Regions from separate parts of the Sus scrofa genome. Here region 2 is linked to region 1. Evidence: chromatin contacts called from public Hi-C data. All regions are on one chromosome and are shown on one strand. Each heading gives the region's core, a stretch centred on a gene start, on an enhancer-like site or on the middle of the called end of the contact. The rest is flanking DNA. Distances are from core to core; before and after follow the strand shown.

Region 1 (7,260 bases), core at 897-3,396:
ATACATCTCAAGTTGCACAGGACAAGCTGCATTTTCTTTCCATCCAGCAGCCTCCTCTGCTGAAAGCGCTGGTGTTAAAAGCTCAACAAAGCTAAGCTGAGAGATGTCTTTGGGAGGAAACGTGTTTCTATCCAGGGCTCAGAACCGGACCAGCACCGCCCAGCAGGTCCAAGCGAAAGAGTCCACCTGCCCCGGGGCCTCACCTTCCACTTCTTGATGTCGGTGGCCTCGAGAGCCTTCATGCTCTCATAATTATTGATGGCGTTCCAAAGGATGGGCAGGTCTTCGCTGGACGTGGCCATCAGGTGGAAACTGTCCAGGAGCTGCTCCTGGGTCATCTCTGTGCTCTCAGGGGACGTAGTCTCTGGGGCAGCGGGGTCCTTTGTCTCTGAAAACAGAAAGTCAAAAGCCCATGAGCCCCTCTGCCAAGCATTTGCCGCCACTGACAGGTGCCTCCCTTCGTGCAGAACCAGACCAGGACAGGATGCTTGTGCTGACCCAGACTACCGCCTCCTCCCCCTTTAAAGGAACTTCTGATGGTTTCGGAGGACAGGGATGACCCAACGGCAAGGCCAGTTCTGTTCTGGGAAAATAGTAAACCTCAGGCTTGGCCAGAGTGCCCTGTGGTTTTGCTTCTGAAGTAGCCACAGGCGCATTTGTGGAAGCCTGGGAAGAGACCTGAGAAAGCCATGGATTTGCAGTTCAGTTCCCCAGAACTCATCCTCAGCTTTCCCATCGGTAAAATGGGAGGTCAGTAATTCTCTGTGAACAGATGGTAGGATTCATCTGGAAATGGGGTCTGTGTGGCTGCTCTACCCCCTTTTATTCCAGGGGTTCTGCCTTCCCACAAAGTAACTTCTTTACAACCCTGGGAGGACAAGGGGGCAACTTTCTTGCAGAGCCCTAGGGTTTGATGTGGTGCTTGGACAGAAGAATAGAGAACTGGCTTTCCCTGACGGGGGGGAGGGTGTCATGTCTTTTGAGGAGCATAGCTATGACTCCATTTCATTGACTCTGAAGGCAGAGAACCAGCCCGAAAACCCTGTCCCCTCCAGTCCCATGCTCCAGCAGGTCCCTGTCAGTGCCCAGAGCCTCAAGAGTCCTCCAAGAATCGCAGACTCACACTGGACACGCCGCCTCCCCAACAGGGGGGTAGGGAGAGGGGGCAGCGGAGGAGGCATTTCCTCTGCTTCCCACTACAAATAAATCACCGCTAAATTCAGGAAAGTTCTGATTGTCAAGCTGTGAGGAGGCAGCACACACATCAAACACTGTTTTTCTATGGCCATGAATGCAAGCGTAGTTTTTAGCCTAAACTTTCACATTATGTTCTGTAAACATCTGGGAAGCACATAGTGTCTGCACAGGACGTATATTACAAAGGACATTCCAAACACTTCCCAGGAGGCCCACAGGCCGGGGCTCCCACGGCAGGCTTTCCCGAAAGCCGGTCCACTGGCAGAGAGGAGGGCCAGGGGCGCCTGGAGTGGCACCCCACTGCCCGGGGCACCCCCATCACCTCCTCCTGCCTCATGTCTGGATATCTAGGGGTCCGTGGACTGCCCAGCAGGGCTGGGCTCCCTTCCCAACTCGCCCACCAAGCTGTGCATGTCCGACCCTCCCCGAGGGGACCCCCGGAAGGACCGTGAAACACTGGGGTTCCTCTGGATGACCTAAAATCTTTTCTCCTTAAAGGCTTTGGCCGAAAGCTCCCATGGGCTGCGGGCTTTGGTGAGCCCCTGCCCTGTTCGCCCCAGGAAAGGGACCCCAGTGGGTGGGAGATGGTGGTACCTGTGGCCTCGGCGCTGGGCGCAGGCATGCAGGCTCCCTGGCCGCGGGTGAGGGCGTGCAGGGGCCGCGGCTCCCCGGGCAGGGCTCGGCAGCTGAGCCCGCGGGCACAGCGGGCAGTGGCCACGCCGCAGGCGGCACCCAGCGGCAGGGCGCACGTCGGGCAGCAGCCGCAGCCGGCGGGCCGGGTGGCCTCCGGGCACGAGGCGGGCACGGGCGGGCAGAGCGCGAGCCTCTCGGCGGAGCAGGGCGCGCAGTGCCAGGGCTGGGGAGCGCCGGCGGCCGCGCCGAGCTGCAGGGCAAGCGAGAGCAGGAGCGGCCAGGCGCGGACAGCGGGGACCTCGGGCATCGCTGGGCGGGGGTGGTGGTCAGGAGCAGGTGCCCACTGGGAGGCGACGCGGTGGCCGATGCTGGCTGCGCGGTGGCGGTGGCGCTGGTGCGGCGGCTGATGCCCGCTGGGCGCCGCGTGCACCTTTATGAAGGGCGCGGGCCGGGCCACCTGCACCCGCGGTTAATGATTGACAGAGCCGCGCGCTTGAGCCCGGTGTTCAAAATAAGTTTGTTTTGCTCGTAGGCTCAAGGCCCTGCGCAAACCGTGGGTGGAAGGAGGGTAAACGGTTCAGGTTTCATACGGTGTTTGCCCCGTTGTTAGGGTTCCCACCTGGAGCCAAAGTGCAGCTTCAGCCAGGAGAGCAATGCCAGGTGGAGGGTGGCGCTGGCTTGTTTTGTTCAAGGGTCATGCTCGGCCGGAGCCTGCTGATGCTCCTGGGGACCCAGGGAGAATCCCAGAGATGAGCTGGGCAAGGCCAGGGCACTTGCCAGTTTGCAAGCAGGAAACAGGAAGGAAGGATGGGCTTAGAACTCAGGTCGTTGCAAGCCAACGTTGAAAGCGAAGCCCAGAACTGCTTCTCTCCCTGCAGGAAGAAGGTCCCCAAAGCCCCTTAACTGCTGTCTGCAGAGCCTTCCCCAGGAGGAAAGAAGAAAGGAAAGGGACAGATCCTCCCTGGGCAGTGCCAGGCTCTGGCATCTCACCACAGCCTCCAGAGATCCAGCTTTGTTTGTTTGCTTGCTTATTAAAGTATAGTTGATTGACAACGTTTGCCAATTTCTGCTGTACAGCAAAGTGACCCGGTCATACCTATATATGCATGTATTTCTCATACTATCTTCCAGCACATTCTATCCCAAGAGATTGGACATAGTTCTCTGTGCTGAATGACAGGACCCCATTGCTCATCCTTCTAAATGTCATTGTTTGCATCTACGGACCTCATCCCACTTAACTGAGCTTCCAGAGAGGGGAAGGGCTCAGAGCCGTTCAGAGAAGGGTCCAAGGCTGCAGAACGGAATGCAGACCCCAAGCCTCCTCTGACTTTCAGCCTCAGTCCAAATTTTTATGGGGCGTCCACTCCCAAGGCTACCGCTCTGTTAAAATTCCTGCTTCTGGATATTCCCTTGGGCGGAAGGAACAATGTGCCTTCAAAGACAGTAAGAAACGGGCCTGCCCGTGCCCAGATTCTGTAGGCGCTCTCTGGCACCCTAAACCTGGACACCGGGCAGCTGTTGCCAAAGGGAAGGCAGCCTCATATTTACGGATAGAGAAACATCGCCACTGTTGTGCCCGATAAGCACAATTTTCAAGTGAAAACGAGAAGGTACGGAATATGCTATTGGTTTTGCTATTAGTTTTGCACCAAAAAAAAAAAAAAAAAAAAGTAATATGAATGCAGATGTCACTGTGATTCTAAATGTATTGACTATTTCGAGAAGAATATGTAAGAAAGTGATACTTTCCTGCCCTGGAGGGAGAGGTAGGAAGTTAGGTGTCTGAGAAAGAGACTGGTTTTCCCTTCACACTGGTTCTCTTTTTTTTTTTCTTTTTTGGCCGCCCTGTGGCATATGGAGTTCCCAGGCCAGGGATCAGATCCCAGCTGCAGCTGTGGCAACGCCCGATCCTTAACCCACTGTGCCTGGCCAGGGATCGACCCTGCCTCCCAGTGCCAAATATGCCACCCATCCCCTGGCACCCCAGCTCCTTTGTAGCCTTCTGGATATCTTTCTGAATTTACATTATGAGGGCATCTCACCACAGCCCCCAGAGACCCATCTCGTTTGTTTGGTTGGTTGGTTGGTTGGTTTTTCTTAAAGGATAGTTGCTTTCTGTTGCACAGCAAAGCGACCCATGTCTCACACTCTCCTCCATCACGTTCTATCCCAAGCGATGGCATATCATTTCCTGAGCTGTAGAGTAGGAGCTTATTTCTTATCCATTCTAGATTGCAAATCCATTTAGGATTTACGTTATCTAGTAAATGCTGCATTATTTGGTGTTATCGGGTACTTACGTTATGTATCTTATCTCAAGAAAGAATGAGTAAAATTAATTTACTAGCTTTTTTTTTCCCCTAGCTACCTCACTGGCTGTGTGGCCTTAGGCAACTTACTTGTTTGTGTTCTACCACTACTGTGTCAATAAATTGTAACACACACACACACACACACACACACACACACACCAGCATCTCCTCAGCAAACCATCAACATAAGCTTGGTGAGAACATTTGCAGGTGGAAGTTCACAGTCATATTGGTTGTTTTTTTACAGAACAAAAGTCAGTGTCCGGTGAAGGAGCTGACCAATGCTTTTGACCTTTTAACATTATTTTCGAGGTGAGTTCCTAAACGATTTCACTTCCCTCAAAAGAACTGGAATTTTCCAGCTCTGAATTTTCTCTCTTGGCTTTCTCGATTTAGAATCAGTATGCCCACTTAAAATGTTTTCGGAATGACACACATGACGGAGAGAATCATCTGGTAAATGCCTGGGGCCCGCCTCCTGTGTGCCTGGCAGTTTGCCAGCCCTGGACAGTTCACCCAGTTGCGCACTAGCCCAGCGAGGTCCCTCCCTCCCTCTCCCAGGCCTTGGTCATCCTGCACGCAGTAGAAGTTCCTCTCCTGGGGGATCAATGTCCCAAATGTTTCCATGGCTTACCTCGGAGCAGCAGCAAACCAAATGGCCCTCAACCCAGAGAGAGGTCTCCCTGCTCCCAGCCCCACTGGCCCAAATGGGCAGGATGCTTCCTCGAGGCCTGTGTAGGTAGGCTGTCCCTCTGTCCTGTGGGGTGAGCTGCCCTCCCCTGGCATGTCAAGAGGTACTTGCTCTTGGGCTCATTTCCAGGCACATCCTGAATCCCAGGGCCTGCTGCCCAGCGGTGAGCATCCACAGCCTGGCCTGGCCTTCCACGCTCCCTGCAGTCTGACTTCGGGTCTGGCCCCTGTTAGCATGAGGGGGTGCTCTCCCGTCTTACGTGTTGTAGCCTCCTCACTTGCCTCTCCTAACCCCAGCCCGACAGACTCCTGTTCATTTTCCAGCCTTGATGTCCCCCCCACCTCCAGAAAAAAAAAATCACCATCGTACCTCCATAACTTTCTTCTCCCTGTTCTCCATGCCCAAATTTCTATCATCCTATCACCTACATCTCGCTGGCATCCACATTTCCCCGTTATCTGCATCCCTGTACTCCAGCATCTCTCCATCATCCGCATCCCTCTATTCCATCATGTCTCTATCATCCAGCCATTCATGTCTCTCTACTCCAGTATCTCTCCCTCCATATCGAAAGCTCATTCTTCCAGGAGTCTATTCTAGCTGCCCCCACAGCCATCCCTGAGAATGAGGTGCCTTTTCTTCCAGCCCTCTCCATTCTCCCCCACACAGCAGGTGTCTGGAGCTTCCTGACATTCTTTCCCCCAGCAGAGAACACACAGCGGGACGGGAGCTGGCCTCCCATTGCTGCAGGGACAGAACTAGGTATGGGGAGAGGGCTAACTGTGCCACGCGCACAGTCTAGCAAGAGACCTGCTCTGTCGAGCACCAGTTAGAAGCCCATCCTTGTAAGGGTGTTAGCGGAGGGTTCAGAGAGCGGGGCATAGGTAGAGAAAGAGTCCAAGCTGTGCCCGGGCACTTCCTTGGCTGGCTGCCCCCGGACAGGCTTGGGCAGGGCTGAGATGTACAGGTCATCAGAGAGCCCTGGAAAGATCGAGGGGAGCAGCCCTGGAGACCAGAGACTGTTTCCAGCACCCCTCATTCTGGCGTCCTTTCAAGCCAGGCCCCAAGGGAGGCCCTGCGCACACTTTTCTGCCCATGGAAGGGCCTTTGGGAGTGTATTTGGGGGATTGGGAGTGAAAAGTAGTTTAGGGGGTGCAAATGGGAAGTTTTCAGAGCTGAATCTGTATCTTTTTTTTTTTTTTTTTCGTCTTTTGTCCTTTTAGGGCTGCACCAGCAGCATATGGAGGTTCCCAGGCTAGGGGTCTAATCGGAGCTGTAGCCACCGGCCTATGCCACAGCCACAACAATTCAGGATCTGAGCCATGTCTGCGACCTACACCACAGCTCACAGCAACGCCGGATCCTTAACCCACCGAGCGAGGCCAGGAATCAAACCTGCAGCCTCACGATTCCTAGCCGGATTTGTTTCCGCTGCGCCACAACAGGAACTCTCTGAATCTGTATAGTATCAACAAGGCCAAACAAAGCATTACATTCACGGAGTCCCAGATGTAAATTTTCTGCTTTTTGCCAAGGAGAGGAAACTACCGTTCCCGCCACAGGAAAGCAGAGGAGCTGCGCTTGATCCGGGCAGCCCCTCTGTGTGGTCCCAGGAGACACAAACTGAATGGGGCCACACAGATGTCATGCTGCCTCACAGCACAGCCCCTCTGCCTGCAGGATCTAGGGATACAGGAGCCCCCACCGCATCCAAGGAACCCAGCCCTGAGAGATTTATCAGCCCCTGCAGGGCAGGCACGGGAGCTCCCCAGCAGGTCTGCCTGTGCTGGCACCTTAGATTCCAAGTCCCTGCACATTATGTAATCCCCCTGGGCCTCAGTTTCTGCATCGGTAAAATGGGGGCATGGGGGAGGCTGGCAGAGTCAGCCCCAGATAAAGATGAGCTGTCACCGCCACCCTCGGCCACCGTGTGGGGTCACGGAGCAGAAGCCTGTGCCCTTTGCATGACACAAGAGCAAGGGACCTGCCTTCTGTCACACACTGTTTCCAATTCTGTCTTCTCTTCTCGTGCTGCTTACTCACCAGCAACCGGAAAATTGGGCAATCCCTGCCTGAAAAACAGTGCAAAGGTCAAGGACAAAATCAAAGTTTCCACGGGAGAGAACGCCGCAATCCAGGGGACCCCTCGAAGGGAGGTTGTTTTTAACCCAAGGGAAAAAAAAACAAAAAGAGATTCTGCTGTGTCCACCCATCGATCGCTGCAGAGAATGATGCAAATCTTGCAAAGTCCCGGCCCGGCTGCCTGGTGGCTCCTGAGTCATGAAGGACACCGCTCCGCAAACGGAGGGCAAGCCTGCAACCCCGCTCCTCACATCGGAAAAGTAAACCTCACTCTTGTCACGTCAACACAGCCCAGATCTAAACTTAGGCGCTCAAACAGCGCGTCCCGACGAGGCGGGCGCC
Region 2 (7,711 bases), core at 4,377-6,876, 430 kb after region 1:
GCTAAAAAAAAAGAAAAAAAGCAATTTAGGTTGTCACCAGCAGTTTAAAAATAAAAACAGAATTAAAAAAAAAAAAAATCAGAGTGCATTGCTTATAGTGAGAATTGTTTTTTTAAACTTTCATCTCGGCCATACAAACATTTACACACACGCGTGTACCCCTGGAGAAGGTACAGCTGCCTGAGGGCTGGTCTAATTCAAGCTCCCAGCTCCTCACAGGCACTAGAGCTAAGGGATGATTTGCTAGTTACGTGAGCTGACACCCAGGGTCCATGGTCTAGAGGAGTTTTCTTTTCCCCACTCTGTATATGGAAACTTCAAGAATTCACCAAAGTAAAAAGAATAATGAATAGCCAAAGCATTCAGCTATGCCCCACTTTTTTTTTTCCAGCATGAGTAAAAAGCAAATCTCAGAAGTCACATTATTTCACCTCCTAATGTCTCAGTCTACACGTCTATCAGATTAGAACCAGACAAAACATAAGTAATATACCCAACAAAACTAATAATAACTCATTATCACTTATACCCAGTCCTACATTTCTGGGTACTTTCTAACCGTTTTCATTTAAAAATACAAATAGGAGTTCGCATCGTGGGGCAGTGGTTAACGAATCCAACTAGGAACCATGAGGTTGTGGGTTCGATCCCTGCCCTTGCTCAGTGGGTTAACGATTCGGCGTTCCTGTGAGCTGTGGTGTAGGCTGGCAGCTGTAGCTCCGATTAGACCCCTAGCCTGGGAACCTCCATATGCCACGGGTGTGGCCCTAAAAAAATAATAATAATAATAATAAATAAATAAAAATACAAATAAAATAAATCAACAAAAAAAGTATTTAACTTTGTTCAGGTTGAAATCATGGCCACTGTGGTGTGACCTATGACCCAACAGCAGAAGCAGCAGAAACTGGGACCTGAACAGGTGACTTCACACAACTGTATCTTCCCAAGGACTGTGATCCTCTGAGTCAAGTGTTTTTATAAACATGTACACAATCCAACCCAAGTGTTACACCTAAGTTTCTCACAAAAAGGAGATGCATCCTGACAGAATGAGCATCAAAATGCATGGAACTCGGGTCTGTTTTGCAAGGAGGCAGAGCCTTACTCTCCAAACCCCCAAGCAGGACTCATGGTCTGAAAGGTAGCCGTCCCTCTGGGGACAGGTCAGGCAAAGAGTGACCCCCAGGGTCATGCCTCCCCCCAGCCAGTGCACTTCTCTGTCCACATGCTCACCCCCAGGACCTCTCCACCAGCTCCTCCCACACCCCGGCACCCGGCACCTGCCGCGGGACAGGACTGCTCGAGTTCCCCTCATCACGTGCCAGGGGAGCCGAGGAAGGCCGGGGCGCTACCTGTGCGCTCTACGTGAAACCCACTCTGCTCTAATGGCTCTCTGGAAGCTCAGGGAGTCCTGTCCTGAGCAGAGAGGCCACATTAGAACAAGCCTGAATAACCGCTCAACAGAACACCAAGACAAGCATCTAAAGACCCGTGAAGCCTATCAATCCACTTTTTTTTTTTTTTTTTTTTTGGTCTTTTTGCCATTTCTTGGGCCGCTCCCGTGGCATATGGAGGTTCCCAGGCTAGGGGTCGAATCGGAGCTGTAGCCTCCGGCCTACGCCAGAGCCACAGCAACGCAGGATCCGAGCCGCTTCTGTGACCTACCCCACAGCTCACGGCAACGCTGGATCCTTAACCCACTGAGCAAGGCCAGGGATCCAACCTGCAACCTCATGGTTCCTAGTCGGATTCGTTAACCACTGCGTCACGACGGGAACTCCATCAATCCACATTTTTAAAGATTTAAATCGGCATGTTCTGAGGAAACTAACTTGGAAAGAGAATTTAAAATTTTTTTTGTTTTATAATGATTTTTATTTTTTCCGTTATAGATGGTTTACAGCGTTCTGTCAATTTTCTACTGTGCAGCAAGGTGACCCAGTTACACACACACATGTATACATTCTTTTTTCTCACATGATCCTGCTCCATCACAAGGGACTAGACATAGTTCCCAGTGCTACGCAGCAGGATCTCACTGCTCATCCATTCCAAAAGCAAGTTTGCATCTATTAACCCCAAATCCCCAATCCATCCCCGCTCCCTCCTCCTCCCCCTCGGCAAACACAAGTCTCTTCTCCATGTCCACAATTTTCTTTTTTGTGGAAAGGGTCATTTGTGCCGTGTATTAGACTCCTGATGTAAGTGATATCATATGGTATTTGTCTTTCTCTTTCTGACCTACTTCACTTAGTATGAGCGTCTCCAGTTCCATCCATATTGCTGCCAATGGCACTATTTTATTGGAAAGAGAATTTAAATGTCCAAACAGTACTTTCATAAAACTATCAAGTCATTACTCGCTGCTTTAGCTTGAATTTGTGTGTAAGTTTTAAAATAGCTATCTCTGGTTAATTTACCATAATGAGAACTACCTAAGCATCAAATTTATTGAGTTGGACGTGACCTCACACCGAATGCAGGAGCAGAGCAGGAAGGTTCTGCTGGCTTGTGACTGGCTGAGAGCAAGAGGTAAAGTGTGCTAAGTCGTGGCCTGGATAGGAATCCACGCCCCAGAGCTGTCTGTCTGGCCTGCCTATGGGAAAATGAGCCGGGGCATCGGCAGAGCACAAAGAAAACACAGAACGCCCAGCTTAGGCGACTCCGTAATAACCCATCACCTCCTCTAACAGAGAGAGTGACAGGTCCTGCCCTCCTCTGAGCCTCCACCTTCCCGGTGCCTGCCCCCGCCCCTCCCCCACTATAAAAGGTGGTGGGGTTTTTTTTGGTTTTTTTTTTTTTTGCCTTTTTAGGGCAGCACCCATGGCATGTGGAGGTTCCCAGGCTAGGGGTCAAATCAGAGCTGCAGCTGCCTGCCTACACCACTGGATCCGAGCCACGTCTGCGACCTACACCACAGCTCTCGGCAATGCCAGATCCTTAACCGACTGAGTGGGGCCAGGGTTGAACCCAAGTCGTCATGAATACAAGTCAGGTTTGGTACCCCTGAGCCATGATGGGAAGCAGTTGCACTGGTGTTTAACCTCTATTCCAAAGGCTCAGGAATGTGTTACCTCTTTGTCTCTCTCAATATTGCTGAACGCTCAAATGTTTCTACCAAAGCTGATAGAAGGCTCTAGAGAAAATGCAGTCATTCTCATGCTTCCCTGGCAAGACAGGATAGCATGCATGTGGAAGGAGTAACCCTCCTTAGCAGGCCCTGTTTGGACGGACTGTCGAAGACTCTGTGGGGCCAAAACAGGTCCTCTGCTAGGACTGGACAGGCTCCTCTATGGAACGCCGGCAGCCAAGAGCACTGGACACAGGCCATGCCCTACTAGGGCCCTGGCCCGCCTGCCCACCTGTGGCAGGGAACAGTAGAACTGACTGCATTTCACATGGTGCCTCCTCTCCGCTTTGGCAGAAACGCTGAACTCAGCGCTCCCGCTCCCGCTGTGCAGTGGCCGGCGTCCCCCTGAGGTCTGTCGCTTGCCGGCTGAATCCCCTTCTCGGGTTGCTTTCCAGACCTCAACCATCTTTGTAGAGAACTGCAACTGACACTGCACTTAAATTAGATACGAGTATTTTTTGTTTGTTTGTCTTTTTAGGGCTGAACACACAGCATACAGAGGTTCCCAGGCTAGGGGTCCAATCAGAGCTGTAGCTGCCGGCCTACACCACAGCCACAGCAACGCGGGATCCGAGCCGAGTCTGCAACCTACACCACAGCTCACGGCCATGCCAGATCCTTAACCCCCTGAGAAGCCAGGGATCGAACCCATGTCCTCATGGATGCTAGTCGGGTTCGTTAACCGCTGAGCCACGACGGGAACTCCAGACGTGTGTATGGATAACATAAGAAAGGAAGGAGTAAAGGAGGTGGGAGAAGCGGCATTACACAGTCCTCTGAAGACCACCTGCCTGCACTTCCCTTCAAATACCTCAGTAAAATGGGGCACCCTGCGATGCGTAATCATCGCCGCAAGGACGGCTGCCTCTGAAAAGCAGAGGGTCGCGGAATTTATCAAGGTCTTTTATTAAACTTGTGTATAAAAGTGCACACACATTTATCAAAACGAAAATAATAGGTAAGACACGTCAATTATAAAGCCTGTATTTGAAAAAGATGCACTGCATTGAAACCCATTTTCCATTTTGATGACAGCTTATCCCACGTGGTTATTTGTCTCCGAAAAATGGTGAGTTTATCGATTACTCTAGCCTGTAATTAAAGCCACACTTTTAAAATTACACAGACTGAGGAACCTCTTGAACTATGTCCTAAATCTAACTGCCAAACATAACATCACTGAAATCACTCAGCTGGGATTAGGTAGAGCAAAACTCGACCTCTGCGGGCCTACCGTGAGTGAGCCTGCTGTACCATGAAACACGGTTTTTGCTTTTACTTGATACCCCAAAATTGAAGTCAACTCAGCAGCAAATGTTTCTCCATTACCGTACACCCCATTTTCTCAAAGATACTAACCCTGGAAAACTTTCTGGCCCATAACCAGGGCCAGCTCCTCTGCAGCCCCTGGTCACTGACCCGCGGGGAAGGCCATGTGGACAGCCTGGGTTTGGGGCAGAGTTACTGACCGGAAGGGGCGGAAAGGCGTGGCTCCTTCCTCCCCCGCGCTCCCGGCCGGCAAAGGACCACCTAACCCCATTGTCCAGGGGCTCGCCTCGTACTCCATCGCGCAGAGACCGACTCCCACGACCCTGTCCGGGACTGACCGTGGACTGTCCACCGGGGGGCCCTGGCCTGCCCGCCACGCTCACCCCAACCGCGGGTGCCTCCGGGCCTCTCCACGCCGGACTTCCAACCTGGGGCCTCTCCACGCCGGACTCCCGCCCGGGACCTCCCTGTGCCTGGCCTCCCCACGCCGGAGTCCACACGCCAGACTCCCGTCCCGGACCTCCCCACGCCTCGCCTCCCCACACTGAACCTCCCAAATCAAAACTCCCCTCCACGGACCTCCCGAAACCAGACTTTCCCACGCCCCGCACCGGCAGACCGACAGGCGGCCCCGAGCGACCCTCCCGCGTCCCCCTCACTCCCCCCCTAGTCCCAGCCCCAGACCCTCCGCCTTCCGCCAGCCTCCTGCCTTGGTCGGGGGTCCAGCCCACCCCGCGCCCGGCCCTCGGGAGGACGCGCCCCGCAGCCTCACCTTCTTGCCCTTCTTGCTCTCTTCCTCCATGTCGCCGCGAGCGGCCCCCGCGGCCCGGCCCGCCCCGGGAGCCCCGCGCCGCCCGCGGCCGCTACATGCTCGCCCCGGCCCCGCGGCCGCCGCCGCTCCTGCGCCGCTAGCCTGGCCGCAGTCTCCTCCCGCGGCCGCCAGGGGCCGTCCGCGCCCTGCACCCCGCACCCCGCACTTCCGGACCGAGGGCGCAGCCCCGCCCCCGCGACCACGCCCCGCCCCGCGCGCGCACGCCCCCTCGGCCCACACGCTCCGCCCCCAGCCCTTCCAGGCGGCCGAGAACGCGCCTGCCCTGCCCGCCCCTTTCAGGGCCGCGGGAGCGCGCCTGTCGCGCCCCTGTCCCACCCCACGCCCTTCAGGGAGGGCCTGCAGCCCGCGCCCACAAGCCCGGCGCCTCAGGGCCGCACGAGCGGCTCCAGCGTTTCAATTCTGCCGCCATCTTTTGGGCAGCCAACTTCCCAGCCTGCCTCACGCTCAAGCAGATTAGGCTCAGGCCGCCAAGAAACGGTGGGCGGGGCCGGCGGGAGGGGCGGGGCCTGTGGGAAGGTGAGGACGGGAAGTGGGGGTGTGGGGGCTCTGGGAGGGGCTGGCGAGAGGGGGCGCGGTCATCGGAGGCGGGGCTGCGGACCGGAGTGGTTGGCGGGAGTGGGAGGGCGGGGCCTGCAGGAAGGTGAAGGCGGGAAGACCTGGGCGGGGCTGCTCGAGGAGCGGGGCCTCGGGGAAGGGGCACAGGACCACTCCCTTTCCTTTCTCCCTTTGCCCTTCTTTCGTGTGGGTGCAGTGAAACTTTTTGCTAAGACTTCCTGTGTTTCAGCGTCAGCCTTCCTTAGACAAACACGTTGGGAAAGTTTAAATGCAACAGCGAGTACGTCCGGACCCTACCAGAATAAAATGTAGAACGGGAGTTCCCTTCGTGGCTCAGTGGTTAACGAGTCCCACTAGGAACCATGCGGTTGAGGGTTCGATCCCTGCCCTCGCTCAGTGGGTTGGGGATCCAGCGTTGCCCTGAGCTGTGGTGTAGGTTGCAGACGTGGCTCGGATCCCGTGTTGCTGGGGCTGTGGTGCAGGCTGGCGGCTACAGCTCCGATTAGATCCCTCACCTGGGAACCTCCGTATGCTGCGGATGCGGCCCTAGAAAAGACAAAATGAATAAATAAATAAAACCTAGAACCTTTTTTTTTTTTTTAATGGCACATAGAGGTTCCCAGGCTAGGGGTCGAAATGGAGCTACAACTGCCGGCCTACACCACAGCCACAGCCACGCAGGATCTGAGCTGTGTCTGCGACCTACACCACAGCTCACAGCAACACGGGATCCTTAACCCACTGAGCGAGGCCGGAGATCAAACCTGCAACCTCATGGTTACTAGTCGCATTGGTTTCCTCTGCACCACAAAGGGAACTCCCACACACAGAACCTTAATAGTCACCTAGAAATAACAGCCACCTTTTACCGATGAGGTCCAGAGAGATGGTTTGCCCAAAACACACTGTGAAGTGGAGTCAGCAGCAGCAGGCCCACTGTTTTGCCACCAAACAGCTGCCAGTAAGAACCCTGCTGTTCAACTAAAATGTAAACTGATACCAAACAAAACAATATTTGTCTCGACTGGTTAACTTTTTAGAGTGTTAGATCCTGTGCCAGGGGTCAATGGTCTCTCTCTCGGCTCCCATCGTGGGATGGAGCTGGGCCCTTTGAGCTGTCCTCCCTTGCCAGGCGGCCCAGTGTGAAGCTTTGCGGGTAGAAACTGCAGGGAGGCAGTGCAGGAGGAAGGAGCTTTACTGCCTGGTTCCAGTGAGCTTTCTGAAAAAGCACCTGCAGAAAGAGGCCTCTAAAGCACCCACCTTCCTACATCAAGGGTAACTTCTCCAGCTCCAGGTTCTCGCAAGCACCTGGCTCTCCAGTGCCGGGAGCACCCAGCTCCCCTGTGGTCTGAGGTCGGCGAGACGCCGCCTTCAGGAACAGTTTTCCCACACTCTGGAGGGTGGACTACAGCAAGTTCTGCCAGCACTTCTCTGCCATTCCTTGAGCAGAGCTGTTCTCTACCAAAGGCTGGACCTCAGCCTGGGGGGGTTGAGGGGGCGAGGTTATTCCTCAGAAGCTTAGCACTCAGAATAGTAGCTGCCCTTATATCTACTATCATTGTGGCCTTCAGAGTTCTCTCCATTTTTTCTTAACTTTTTTAAAAATTGAAGTAGAGTTGATTTACAATGTTGTGTTAATTTCAGGCATCCAGCAAAGTGAGTCAGTTATATATATTCGTTTTCAGATTCTCTTCCCTTATAGGTTATTACAAAAATACTGAGGGTAGTTCTCTGTACTATCCAGTAGGTCCTGTTGGTTACCTATTTTATGTATAGTAGTGTGTATATGTTAATCCCAGACTCCAAATTAATCCCTCCCCCTCCCTTCACTTTTAACAGCCATTCCCTTGTTACTGTAATTCTCTGTATTAAACCCTTCCTGCACTGTTTGTCTCCTGATTGGACCCTATTAGATAAAGACA

What was found. A called contact is a pair of places that touch in the nucleus more often than the background predicts.
Region 2: a contact with region 1 is called in a Hi-C map of liver, with 2.6 times the contacts expected there. The contact joins the promoter of CCM2 here to the promoter of IGFBP1 in region 1. A contact is called at or near these places in 1 of 5 promoter capture datasets (liver) and 2 of 47 Hi-C or Micro-C datasets (both in liver).

The regions. Positions count from the first base shown.
Region 1 is chr18:50,020,653-50,027,912 of Sscrofa11.1, forward strand. It overlaps IGFBP1 (insulin like growth factor binding protein 1), which reads right to left and starts at 2,147. Exons shown (of 4, transcript NM_001195105.1): 1 at 1,792-2,147; 2 at 204-388. The coding sequence starts at 2,137.
Region 2 is chr18:50,444,816-50,452,526 of Sscrofa11.1, forward strand. It overlaps CCM2 (cerebral cavernous malformations 2 protein), which reads right to left and starts at 5,627. Exons shown (of 10, transcript XM_021079071.1): 1 at 5,175-5,627. The coding sequence starts at 5,204. It overlaps LOC100739791 (a long non-coding RNA gene), which reads left to right and starts at 5,697. Exons shown (of 6, transcript XR_002340445.1): 1 at 5,697-5,711.